3 separate regions of the Mus musculus genome follow, and regions 1 and 2 are each linked to region 3. A link is a contact called in public Hi-C data. All regions are on one chromosome and are shown on one strand. Each heading gives the region's core, a stretch centred on a gene start, on an enhancer-like site or on the middle of the called end of the contact. The rest is flanking DNA. Distances are from core to core; before and after follow the strand shown.

Region 1 (3,931 bases), core at 843-3,342, 360 kb after region 3:
GTTCTCTCTCCCACCCCTTCCCATTCTTCCACCTCCCTAGAAATGTCTTTCCCATGTTCACGCGCCTTCTGTATTTGTTTTGACCTACAATTTTTATAAAGGGCTGCGTGCATGATCATAGGTGTGGACCAATCCATTGGAGCCTAGCGTGCTCGCCAGTGGGTGAAGACAATGTTCCTTCCCCCAGGCATCCATTAATAGCCAATAACTCACCAGGAAGATGGCATTATTTTCTGTTATTTGCATCCTTTACCCTATCTACAAAGTGATATTGAGAAATATTAATTAATAACATTGCTTGGAATACACGAGTAAAATTGTCTCTAATATAAAGTAAGACACAACATTTGAACAACTTTTCAGCATCAAGATATGTCTTAATTGGGAAAATTCATGACAGTAATATCAGCAAAAATTCCTCTATCCTTTGGTAATTTTTGCATTGATAACAGGAATACCTGCACTGAATAGATAACTTGTAGTCAGACTACTCAGATCAATAATTGTAATAAAGTGAAGTCAGGAACTACAAATAGCTAATCATATCACCTCCATAGTCACTATCAAAGAGAAAAAATGGACACGTGTTCATTTGTTCATGCTTGCTCAAATTCTCCACCCTTAGTTCAGGACCCTCTGCCTAGGGAATGGCGCTACTCACAGCAGGACAGAATGTCCACATAGGTTACCTAATTAAGACAGCCTCACAGTCCAACCCAATGTTTATAATCCCTCATTGAGACTCTTCCTCAGTGACTCTAGATTTCGTCAAGTTGACAACTATAGAATCAAGAAGCCAAACACCACACCTAGAAAGGACTAAGCAAAATAATGCCATGTTTTAAGTATAATATATTTAGCACTCTTTTTCTTTTCTCTTAAAAAACTCAAATCATAAATGTACTTTGGAAGTTATTACTGGGCAAAAATGGAAAAAAAAAGTATCTTGCCTTCCACTTTGGACTTTTAGAAGTCCCGTGCGCCCCCAAATCCCAAATCCCTCAAAACAAACCGCTTCAGTCCTGCTCCTATGTGCTGAAGCCTGAACGTAATTGTGTATGCAAACTGAAATATTAAAAGCATAACTTCTAATTTTAGTTCATTCTGATTTCTAAACCAGCCAGGAGCCTCCTGTTTTAGGTGATGATGTAGTTGACATTCTGTTCACTTAACTTGGAAAAGAGGCCAACATCTCATTAAACAGAAAGAGAGAGGGGGGGGGAGAGGATTAAAGATATGACCTAGCATCTGGGAAGTAAGTATTTTTGTTCTACAAAGAGGAGAAATGCCAGTTACTAGGAGAGATATACTACTAGGCCTGACCTGGAACTGTAGAGAGGATTTCTCTGGGTTCCATGGATGAACCCGATAGATCTCATATTTATTCTTCTCTATAGGCTAAGTTCTGCTCATGAAGGGCTCTGGCCTGAAAAGGATCCTTAGAGCAGCTCAAACTGGAATTATTTAACTTTTGTATTTATGCTGGGCTGTGGAGTAGAGGACGTGGTGAGTGACTGGGTCAGGAGTGGATGAAGTCCTTAGTGAATGTGTATTGTTGATAATGAAGACAGCTATAACAAGGACCCCGAAGCCTCAGACCTACAAAAGGCAAAGCCTTCCTCTGGTCCGGGTGTCAGTGTTGAGTGTGTGTGCAGGAACGATCAAGCACAGCATCTTCTCTAGGATAACTTTAGTCTGAGGCTCACCCCCCCCCGAGACTAGCTAAATCCTTCTCCACATTCACCTCTATGTAATAAACCATGTGCAGAGGTTGCCTATCTAGTCTCAGGCAGGCTGAGGCCCAGCTGCAATCTCAGTCTCTCTATGTCTCATCCTTTCTCCTCAAAGATGGCCGTGACACTCACTGACTCATTCTCTCCTTATCAAAGACAGTAAACTCTGCAGCTATACGCTCACTCACATCACAAGCATCCCCCATGGCTGTCTCCCTTTAAAAATCTAGAGTGAAGCTGTCTCTGTTTACTGCATATTTGCAGGCATACCTCACTCCTGGTTAAAAGGCATTCCATGTGCCCTTACTTGCTTTTCGCTGTGAACGCAGGGAGCACAAAGCAGTTCACAGAGTCAATGTTTGTGGTTGCCCTTCGTTGGAGTGGTGCCAGCATCCTTGAGAGCAAGTATCCTGCAAAGCAGGCCAGACACTTAACGTTGCTGGCTTATTACAGACCCGGTCATTTGAAACACAGATATCTATTTCCCAGAAGACATAAGAGAGTAAACATACAATACAATATCCCAGAGATCTGGTTCGATGCATATCCTTAAATGGTTTGCTTTATGTCAGCCGAAGCTCATCTAGATTGTGATTTGTCTAAACTTTCTCACTTTATAGTCGCTTACCCTCTTTTCTTCCTAAGGTGCTTAGCTTTGGAAATAGCGCCCTGCCTTGTGTCTCAGTATTTGAGACATTTAGATTCCACTCTCCCTTAGCGATCAAGATAGTATGTCTTTAATAGAGGCATTACATTCCTTTCCCCCAATGCATACGGCTTATACTGTGTGTTTATTTCACTTTATTAAATCTTTTAAAAGAGTATGACTAATTTCCTTTTAATTTATCAATTTCTGTTTCTGTGCTGAAGAAAGTTACTACATAGGCAGAGTCTGGATTTATCTTACTTTCAATCTTTTTTTTTAATAACTTTTTAACCTTCAATTTTAGTCTATTTTATTTTTCTTTAGAGTTGTCTGGTTTGTGGAATTGTGTCAGCTCTCTATGAGAACTTGGCATTGCAATGATAGGAGCTGGTGTTTATGGGTGCTCTTCATGGGAACTACAACCCTTGGTACCTCACTGGGTCAAGAGCTGGTGCACAGCAAAAGCTACTGGCAACATTTGAAGACCAGAGTAAGCACCAGAGACTTGCAGTTTACAGTGTGTGGACAGTGTAGGAACTCATACACTCAAGCTTAAGAGTGTCTTAAGCTCCCTTTAGCAGTTTCCACAATAATCAATATAGATGAGGTGGCCTCCCTCCTATAGCTACTAGATGTCCCTGGGACTGTGTCGCCAATGAAAACCGTGCTTTTCCATGTCACACTGCACTTTTGTATATATATCACAAAACATCTCTATTCACCCCTACTCTGCAGGTCTGTGGATCGCAGCTCACTGTTGATTACACATAGCTGGCATTCTTCTGCCCACTGACGTTCCTATGACCTCGGTGACCAACTCCGGGGCACCTCTGTGCATTACTGTCATTCTCTTACCTAACAGTAAAGTTGCAGGCTCTATGCTGGTGACCTAGCAATAGCCATTGCTTCTTAGGTTTTTCTATTTATGCTGGTTAGTGACAAAGAGATAAGAGATAAGATTAGACCAGGTCAGCACACAGGGTAATTCTTAGTCTAGCACGGACAGAGCAGTCCGTGCCCTGGGGTCTTTAAAAACTGTATACCTAAGTTCCTATATTTTAAAATCATCATATAATTAGTTCATATTAAGCTACTACATCACCATTTTGTGATCTGAACATTTCTATAGATATGTTTCACAATAATTGGCTTTCTTCACAATTTTCTACTATTTTATTCACACATTTGTAAATATTCTGAGAAGTGAGCCATAGGCTTTATCTGAATACCATCTTAACATCAGGCCAAGGAGCCTTGTGTGGAACACTTAGGAGGCAAATGGCTTTGGGGAATAAAATGCAATTTGATGCCAAGATGTCAAGGTACCAAGTAGGAAGGAGATGGGCAGGCAGCAACTCTGCTTAGACTGTGAGGAGCTAGAGAGATATGAGAAAGACATGCTGTTCAGCCAGATGGGGCTATGTGCCCCATCAATCAATTAGCATGGCTCTCAAGTTCCCATTCACTGAATCCTTAGTGATACAATCTGCTCTTAAGAAAGAAGCCCAGAGGGCTGGGGGCATAGGTAAGCAAAACTGATAGGGGCTATGAC
Region 2 (4,419 bases), core at 1,585-4,084, 310 kb after region 3:
ATCACAGAGATATTTGGATGCCACCCCTCTCCCTCGTTGTTTTCCTTTCTGATAGAGTTTCTTTGGATCTTGACCCCTTTGGGGGTTGAACGACCCTTTCACGGGGGTCACCTAAGGCCATTGGAGAATACATGTGCTTACATTATGACTGTGATAGTAGCAAAATTACAGCTAGGAAGTAGTGATGGAAATAGCTTTATGGCTGGGTGTCCTCACGACATAAGGAACAACTGTATTAAAAGGTCGTGGCATTCGGAAGGTAGCGAGAAAACCACTGCTTTGGATGCTGTGTGTGAAGCTCATGGTCTTGGCTGCTGGGGCCATGTGACCTGGTCTCTGGTCTCTATAGGCAACATGTACCTTACTTCGCACACAATGGTTTTACAATGGAAGCTCTTGGTGCATTTCCTTGCCCTCTTTTTCAAGGAGAGGTAGAGATTTTAACTTTCCAGAAACATCAGTTCATAGGGGGGCTCCTTTGGAACAGTCACTTCGCACACCATGTCTCCGCTTGCCCTTCCTTATATTTAAAATAAGGCTGACTCTGTAGCATATAAGCTGCGTTCACTTACTCTAAACTACTTAATTGTTTGTAAAGGTCTTTATTTTAACTTGTACGGTATTAGAGAGAACTCATACCAAATGTCAATAATTACAAGGCATAGTATTCTTTTTTTCTCAACAATTGATTGTGATGATTTCTTTTCTCTGAATCACTATGACTACAGTTCAGCGAGAATGATGAACAGAGAATTTCAGCTGGATGTCAGAACTACGGAAAGGGGGCAAATGTGCCAAGTGTCTGGGTCCCTACCATTGTCCTTGGGCTCTGCTGAGACAGCATTTCTAAGCCAGGCCTTCTCAGGAGGAAACATTGGCAGAAGCAGCTTCTTAGAGCTCCTTCTAGGCTCCACTGAACAGTTACCTGGCAACAGTCAGGTAGCCCTGGCTTGCTGTAAAAGGGGCTGTTTGATCCCTCCTTGTTCTCTCTGCCCCATCTCTTTCTCTGCCTCTATTCCCTTCTCAACTCCCCTTCCCATGTCCCAAATAAAGTCTATTCTATACTACACCCTATTCTCTATAATTCTATTCCATACCTCAGGGTTCCCCTCAGCATGGGCCCATTGAGTCACTCCTCTCACCTCACCATACCATGCACTGAAAAACATATCCTGGTTCTCTTTTTATAAAACATAACAGGCTTCCCAAAGGCTTATGTATCAAAGGTTTGATCTTTGGCTGCCAGTGATATTTTGGGAAGTTTTGGAAACTTTGGTAGCTGGGTTTGCTGAAGGAAATAGGTAGGTAGCTGAGGGCAAGGCTTTAGGCTGTACCGTTCTACTAGTCTTCTCCCCTCCCCTCCCTTCCCCTCCTCTCTATTACCTCTTGCCTCTGCTCACTTTCCTCTCTCTTCTCCTATGTCTCCTTCCCTCCTCCTCTCTCCCCCCACCCCTGTCCCTTCTCCTCCTTTTCTCCCTGCTTCTCCAAGACTTTCTGCCTCTGTCTGTTTGTCTCTATGGGGCTGCTCCAGCATCCCCTTCCTCCCCAATAGACTGAAATCTCTAACACTAAGAGCCAGAATGCATCTACCTCCCTTTAAAGTGCTTCTCTTAGGTGTTCTGTAACAGCAAAGAAGGAAATAAATAATAGAGATCCTATAGTCAGGGAGCATGAAGAGATTGAAAGAGACAAGACCTGTGTCCAGGACTGTGTCCAGGCGAAGCATGCTGAGTCTGTACAAACACAGCTTGATAGAGTTGATTGGTGTCCCATCTTCTCTTCTTGCCAGTTTTATTCTAAGAATATCTTTCCCTTCTTTCCATACTTAGCTATAAACACAGGCTCCAACTTTTGAAGACAAAGGTTCAGAGTTATGCACAGAGAGGAAATTCCTTTCAAAATAGCTTTGTGATAGGACTTCTGTCCTGTTCCTTAAGTGAAGTGGATTATTATTATTTTTTTTTTTTGGTCCAACAAAATTAAATGGATAGGAATTAACATGATAAGAAAGCAGCTTTGTAGTTTAGATTGATTTTCAGTCTAATCTCTTCATGAAGAAGGTGACTCACTTTAGAGTCACCTCCACTGTTGCTGTTGCTTATGAGAGACATCTGTAGGACCCCTTTATGTAGCCACAACATTAGTGCTTCTTGGATCTTTGATGTGCATTGGGTCATTTTTGTTGTGGAAACAAAAATGTTCAGTGACAAAGTCTCCGATTAAGGAAAATCTCGCTACCAGGTGAGAGATGTTCCAAGACTCATTTGGCATAGTGAATCCCCGGAGGTATACCACCCGGAGCCATTGATGGGCAAGCCTTTCAGGCTGTGCTCACTAACCATTCAGAAGCTGGGGCAGCCCTGGACTTGACAAGAGTAGTTGTCTACCAAATCCATTCACTTTCAGTTATTTGCAGGTCAAGGTAACGAGGACTTCAAACCCAGGTTAAGGTTAAACACACTACTGTTTCCTGTAGACTTTTGAGTTAGCGTTAGCTTTCTGTTGATAAGCTCTGATAGGCAAAGTTCAAATTCCAGAGTTAAGGAAAAAAAAATCAAACAACTTTTTAAACCTAGAAATAAATAATTATACACCATCTTGGAATAATTTTAACTTTTTTTTTTTAACACATTCCAAACACACACAGACACACGTATGCTCACAGGTTTTAGAAGCAATAAAGTATTTCATGGAGCTCAGGGCATGGGTGTTTAGTTTCATTATGAGCAGGGTATGTTACAAATAAAATAAATCACTGGCAAATAAAACACTGTGCTTTAATGATCTGAAAACATGACCTCTTTTTAAATAGTCGCTCGGTATTTTGCCGATCTCAACCAATTACCTGTCACACTCTGGCTGGAAATTCTGAACTGTTCCAGTCCTTTATTAACTCAGCCAGAGGACTGTTTTTTAAACTTTTTTATGAGAATGCTTGTGGTCAAATTCCTCTGTTGCCTTTACAGATGACTAAGTGGAGAGAAGGCTTTTCAAATCAGTTAGTGGTAGAAGCACCTGTCTTGTATTTTGCACTGTAACTATAAATGCAAACTAATTGGCTTGTTTCTTAACACCTTCTTGATCATACTGCCTGAATTCAGCCAGTCTCGCAATGGGGCATTTGTAATCACATGTTCCGTCAAAACGGTTATAGCCCATATGGCAAGACTGGGTGGGCATAGGCCAGAGGGGAGAAAACTCCCAAATCCCTCCACCAAAAAAAAAAAAAAAAAAAAAAAAAAAAAAAAAGCATTGCAAATTCTAATTTTAGACAGGAAACTAAAGTTAATTTCAGTCTGCAGTTTTAGGCTGGTATCAATCCTTCACCTTTTTGAGGACATCTACTACTTACTCTAAGGTAGGGATGATGTGTTTATGAAAAGACAAAGAGAGAGGGGATATGTTTTGTGGATGTGTGGTGAGGTGTGGGGAAGGGGGTGCCACTGAGGTCCCATGCCAAGGCACCCCTTCCTCCTGAGAGCCCAGACACACAAGGGATAATATAGAATAGAGTTTATTCAGGGCATGGAGAGGGGAGTTGAGAGGGTAGTAGAGACAGATAAAGGCGGGGGGGGGAGAGAGAGAGAGAGAGAGAGAGAGAGAGAGAGAGAGAGAGAGAGAGAGAAGAGAAGAGGAGAGGAGAGAGAGAAGGAGAGGCTGACCATGAGCACATGTAGAGAGAGGGGGAGGGAAATGGGGATAGAGGAGGAAGGGGGGAGAGGACACAGAGAGAGAGAGAGCAAGAAGGCAAGAGCAAGAGAGAGTGGAGGGGGCAAGCAGCCCCTTTTATAGTGAGTCAGGCATACCTGGCTGTTGCCAAGGGGGTCCTGGGAAGTATGGTCTGTGAACAGTGACTGTGCATTATGGTCCACTGGAGAGAATATGACTAGCTTCCATTTTTCTGATGTTTGATGTTTTGATGATAGAAGAACAAAACCAAGCTTTTCAAACATTTAATCTTGGTGGATCGACACCTAAATTGAATGTGCCTCATCCCGCAGGGCACTTAGGAGAAGCCAAGTCTGTTAGGGGACACTGAGTCTTGGACAAGCTAGAAGAGCTTTACAGCCATCCATTGCTTGCAGGTGTGGTTCAGTTCCCTTACAGTCAAGCTGAGACAACTAACAGAGAAACCGTCTTACTTGAAGCTTAGCTAAACGATGAGACAACGAAGAGTAAGACATGGCTGGGATTCCTCTTGAATCTGAATTGTTGGTGTGCTGACAGTCTATCTAGACTTGGCAAAATGCCTGTCCTCTACTCCTTCCGCCCTAAAAGGATCAATAAAAGTCCCAAAATATGGATAAATGATTATAAGATTCAAAGCACGTGTTTCTCAGAAGTAACCTGGACCTTGACTGTGACTCTCGTTCCGGAGGATCTGAAACCCTGTGTGGTACCTGCATACACACAGTGCAC
Region 3 (4,017 bases), core at 141-2,640:
GGAAGGAAATTATATACTTCTTCCCTGCTCTAAAATAAAGCCCAGATGGAATACACATTTAAATGCAGTACCAACACTTGTTAAATATATTAAATGCAATACATCATTTCTATGATCATATATACGTACATATACATTTCTCCATGTAAACAAGTGGATGCTACCTATATGACCAACAGCCTCCCATTGGTGTGTAACAACAGCCTCCCATTGGTGTGTAACACCTCTGTGGGTTTGTGTAATCACCCTACCCTTATTTCCCATCCACAGTCTCTCCTGCCTACAGGATGCCTCCCATTCACAATAGACACGTCTACTCTAGTGGGGAAACTACTTTTCTGTAGAGAAGAGGGCTGTTGGCCACTGTGAGCAGAGCAGTGTGGGAGAAAACAGCCTCTTTTGCTCTGTTTCCAGGGGGAAACGTCAATGATTCGTACTTTCATTCCTGTTCATAATTGTGAAAATAATTAACATTCACAGATGTACAGAAAATAGTATTATCAAACTCTTCCAGCCGTTATCTTGTGGCAGCATTGTTTTGTTGTGCATACTCTCTAATGTCCTCCAAAGACCCATGGTTTGCATATTTAGTCCCCAAGAAGGTACTATTAGGTGGAGAACTCTTAAAAAAAAAACGGAACCTAAGGAAGGTATCCTTAGGTCATTGGGAGACCACTCTACAGGGGATCACAGAACCCTGACTCTCTTCTCACTCTGCCTTCATGTAATAAGCGGAGCAGCTGTGTCCCATGCTCCCTACCACTGTCACGGGAATTCTCACTGGAAACCCGGAAACAGCTAGTCTGCCTGATTAGACCCCCTAAAACTCTGAGGCAGCATAGACCTTTTCCTGTCTAAGATGAATACCTTGTGCATTATTACAGTGGTAGAAAGCTAACGAACACACCTGCTCAGTCTATTCTGAACAATTCTTATATCGACTCAAATATCAGAATCCTAATTATTTCACTCATAAATAGTTCAGAATCACGCAGCTAGCTGAACACCTAAAAGTCACACATTGCAGTTGTCTAATGTTAAATGCACAGGCGGCATTTGAAGCGCCCCATTATGAAATAAATGCTTCTGTTGCTATCGTCAACCTAAAGTAACAAATGAAGGAAGATTCACCCAAAACAATAAAGCTATCATTTCCGGGAGTTGTGTGCCATAATAAACGATGTACAGAGTTAGGGATACAAAGAGAGACGAGGGCTTTTAAGGCAAAATGGAAAGGCTTACATAAGTTGTTTTGAAGCAATTACCCTTGGTAAGGAGGATCAATAACAATAGTGGCATCAGTCCAAGGTTAAGCAGGCAGTTGCTGGGCAGATTTCCTCGCGTCAGTGTTTTCTGGGCAAGGTTATGGTGGCCTTTTGTGCAAGCGAATGGTTCTGCCAGAGTTCAATGTGCGAGTTCCTGCCCTCAGACATATGGGCCCGCGATTTCTCATCTAGAACTTGTTGGCTTTATTTTTAAATATTTGTAGAGCTCCCCACAAGCAACTTCTGACAAGCATTCACACTGTTCAAATCAGACTCCTGCGTACGCAGATGTCTCATCGGTTTGCTCTTAGGGACAAGTCTGTATGTTCACTACTCCCAGTGACCTCTGGGTACCATACTGTGTTTGCCATACATTATCTTTCAGAAGACTGGATCTTTGTTCCAGAAAATGTGTGTTTGGGGTGGGGTGGGGGTGCTAAATAAAACAGATAACAGTCAATGTGACCAATATAGCCAACACTTTTTGTTGCATAGCGTTTAGTTTTTAAAGGACTCCATCAGCTTGGGCATCGAACACAGAAATGCCCTCTCCAGGCAGTCTCTAACCAGCCTGGCACTTTTGTGAGCTCAACACTCCCACGCAGTGGCTAATTGCTAAGAACCTGACACTCCCCAACCCCCCAAAACTTCTCCCACTTATTTCTCAGACTATTTAGAGATTCTCCTCTTATGGGTTCCAGAAAGGACTTCTCTGAGTCTCCCCCTCAATTTGCCAACCTGGACCCCTTGCTGCCAACCCTCATGTGATGACCTCATCAATCTTCATCTTTCTGGTGGGGATCCTGCCTCCGTGACTGGCTGCCTCTTTAATGCTACCCCACCCAGGGGCCACTTTGATATGGACTCCAGCTGCCAGGATGAAGTGGTTGCTTGTCTGATCGTGGGTCTGCTCTTCCTAGGTGGAAGTTGATCTTGTCACACAGGCTGAAGCACAGCCAACCCATCAGATATCTTAATTGATCCCCACTTATCGGCCACGTGCTGCTATTGTGAACTAAGCGTTCTCTACATGAGCCTTCTCTCTCTGTGATATCTAGGTCAGGTGGTCCCTGTGGTCTATGCATTTTCAGGCACATTTCTGTTTCTCTATGTTGGTTTTTTTTTTTTTTTTTAGTAAGTATCCGACGCAGCCTTACTTCCAGATTGCCTTTATTTATGGAATGATATTACCATGTGCTGTGACTCACTGATTCAATATTAGGTACTTTCTGAAAAAGCTGGCAGGTATAAAATACTGAGTTATTTCGTGGGAAGTGAGAAGACGTGTTCAAGACAAATTTTAGTTGCGTGTCATCCAGGAGCTGGCCCAGGAGTTAATGCAAACTGGAAAGTCAGCTTTGATTCAGATCCAGCTGCCTCTGGTGGCAGGCTATTAAAAGTTTGTAAGCTTCTTTTAAAGTTAAGCTCCTGGCACATTTGTCTCTAGAATGGAGCTGGTGAAGTTTGCAATGGGATTCACTGCAATTTGACAGCATTCAGAAGAACTCATTCATCTCAGAGTCCCCACAAAGGATTCTACATTGTGTGTGTCTTCCTTACTTGGTATGATTGTTCAGCCTAGCATTTTTTTTTGCAGAGAGAAAGATTTGTCTCGTAGGTCTTAAACAGATGGCAGGCTGCATGAGAAATCAGATTCATTGTTTCAGTTGTGGAAAATCCACTAAGAAAATCCAATGCATTCTGTCAAAGACTCGGTCCTGGAACTGACAGTATGCATTTCCTAAGGCATCATGAACATTTTGGTCCACTTTCTGTTTGAGATTAGTATCAGGAAAGTGATACTGAACTCTGCTATCAAGAATAGTTCATAACCTCAGGGCCATTCAGAACTACATGTTATGTAACATAACCACTCATGTATGTAATAGAGGTCAAGATATCATCTCATACATTGTTCTATTAACTCTGTGTGTGTGTGTACGTGTACGTGTACGTGTGTTGGGGCACATTTGCTTTTACACCTAACATACAAAATGAACTAGTCATTAAGTAAATGTTACCCCAAATCAAGGGAGCAGAGTACATGCATTTCAGTTGTGCTTTCACACACACACATGTGCATTCATGTATGTGCAGGTACATGTGTGTACATGTGGAGACCAGAAGTCAAGCCTCAGGAGGCACTGCTTCGTTTATTTGAGAGATAGTCTCTTACCGGGACCTGGGGCTAGCTGTGCTAGGTTGGCTTGCCAGCAAGACCCAGCAATCCTCCTGTCTCTGCCTGCCTCGTGCCGGGGTTGTCAGTATACAACCATCCCACCTAACTTTTCAAGTGGGTTCTGAACATCAAATTCATTCTCTCATGCCCACCAACTGAGCTTTTAGCTATCTCCTCAGGATTTCTATTAACTGAGTTTTCAGCACGCCAACCATATAAAATATAGGCCCTGGAAGGAACTCACTTGTGTGAATTTTGTTCCTATGAGACTTCTGTATGTCCATTAAATCAATACTTCCCCAAAAGTGCGCCTTAGCAACAGTCCTGGAGGATACTACTCCCTATTACAAGGAAATACATGTGAGGTTAAATAATTTCAGCATAAGACCCGCCCAAGATCAAGCCAGTCATCATTCCACCGTGAAGGGGGTGGGCTCAGAACCCCCACCCCTAACTATAGACAGCTTGGCTTCTGGGGAAACATCATTTTCTTTAAGGATGAGGTCTCTGGAAGGTCAACCATGCTCCAGTAGGTGGCCCCACAGCCATGTGTATATGGGTAACACAAACCAG

Evidence for each region. A called contact is a pair of places that touch in the nucleus more often than the background predicts.
Region 1: a Hi-C map of liver shows a contact between it and region 3, with 4 times the contacts expected there. The contact joins two enhancer-like sites. A contact is called at or near these places in 1 of 484 Hi-C or Micro-C datasets (liver) and 1 of 115 datasets of contacts at active chromatin or transcription factors (embryonic stem cells).
Region 2: a Hi-C map of liver shows a contact between it and region 3, with 3 times the contacts expected there. The contact joins two enhancer-like sites. A contact is called at or near these places in 2 of 484 Hi-C or Micro-C datasets (cerebral cortex and liver).

The regions. Positions count from the first base shown.
Region 1 is chr8:36,725,724-36,729,654 of GRCm38.p6, forward strand. All of the region lies in intron 5 of Dlc1 (deleted in liver cancer 1), which reads right to left. Among named protein-coding and RNA genes, the nearest start is that of Dlc1, 220 kb to the right of the region's middle. Within about 2 kb of position 2,093, at least 58 of the 459 cell types and tissues checked have an H3K27ac peak or open chromatin away from gene starts, as enhancers often do. A contact at or near this core is called in liver, where this site is marked.
Region 2 is chr8:36,666,002-36,670,420 of GRCm38.p6, forward strand. The region is part of intron 5 of Dlc1 (deleted in liver cancer 1); the gene reads right to left. Among named protein-coding and RNA genes, the nearest start is that of Trmt9b, 210 kb to the left of the region's middle. Within about 2 kb of position 2,835, at least 15 of the 459 cell types and tissues checked have an H3K27ac peak or open chromatin away from gene starts, as enhancers often do. A contact at or near this core is called in liver, where this site is marked.
Region 3 is chr8:36,362,156-36,366,172 of GRCm38.p6, forward strand. No RefSeq gene overlaps it. Among named protein-coding and RNA genes, the nearest start is that of Trmt9b, 94 kb to the right of the region's middle. Within about 2 kb of position 1,391, at least 13 of the 459 cell types and tissues checked have an H3K27ac peak or open chromatin away from gene starts, as enhancers often do. A contact at or near this core is called in liver, where this site is marked.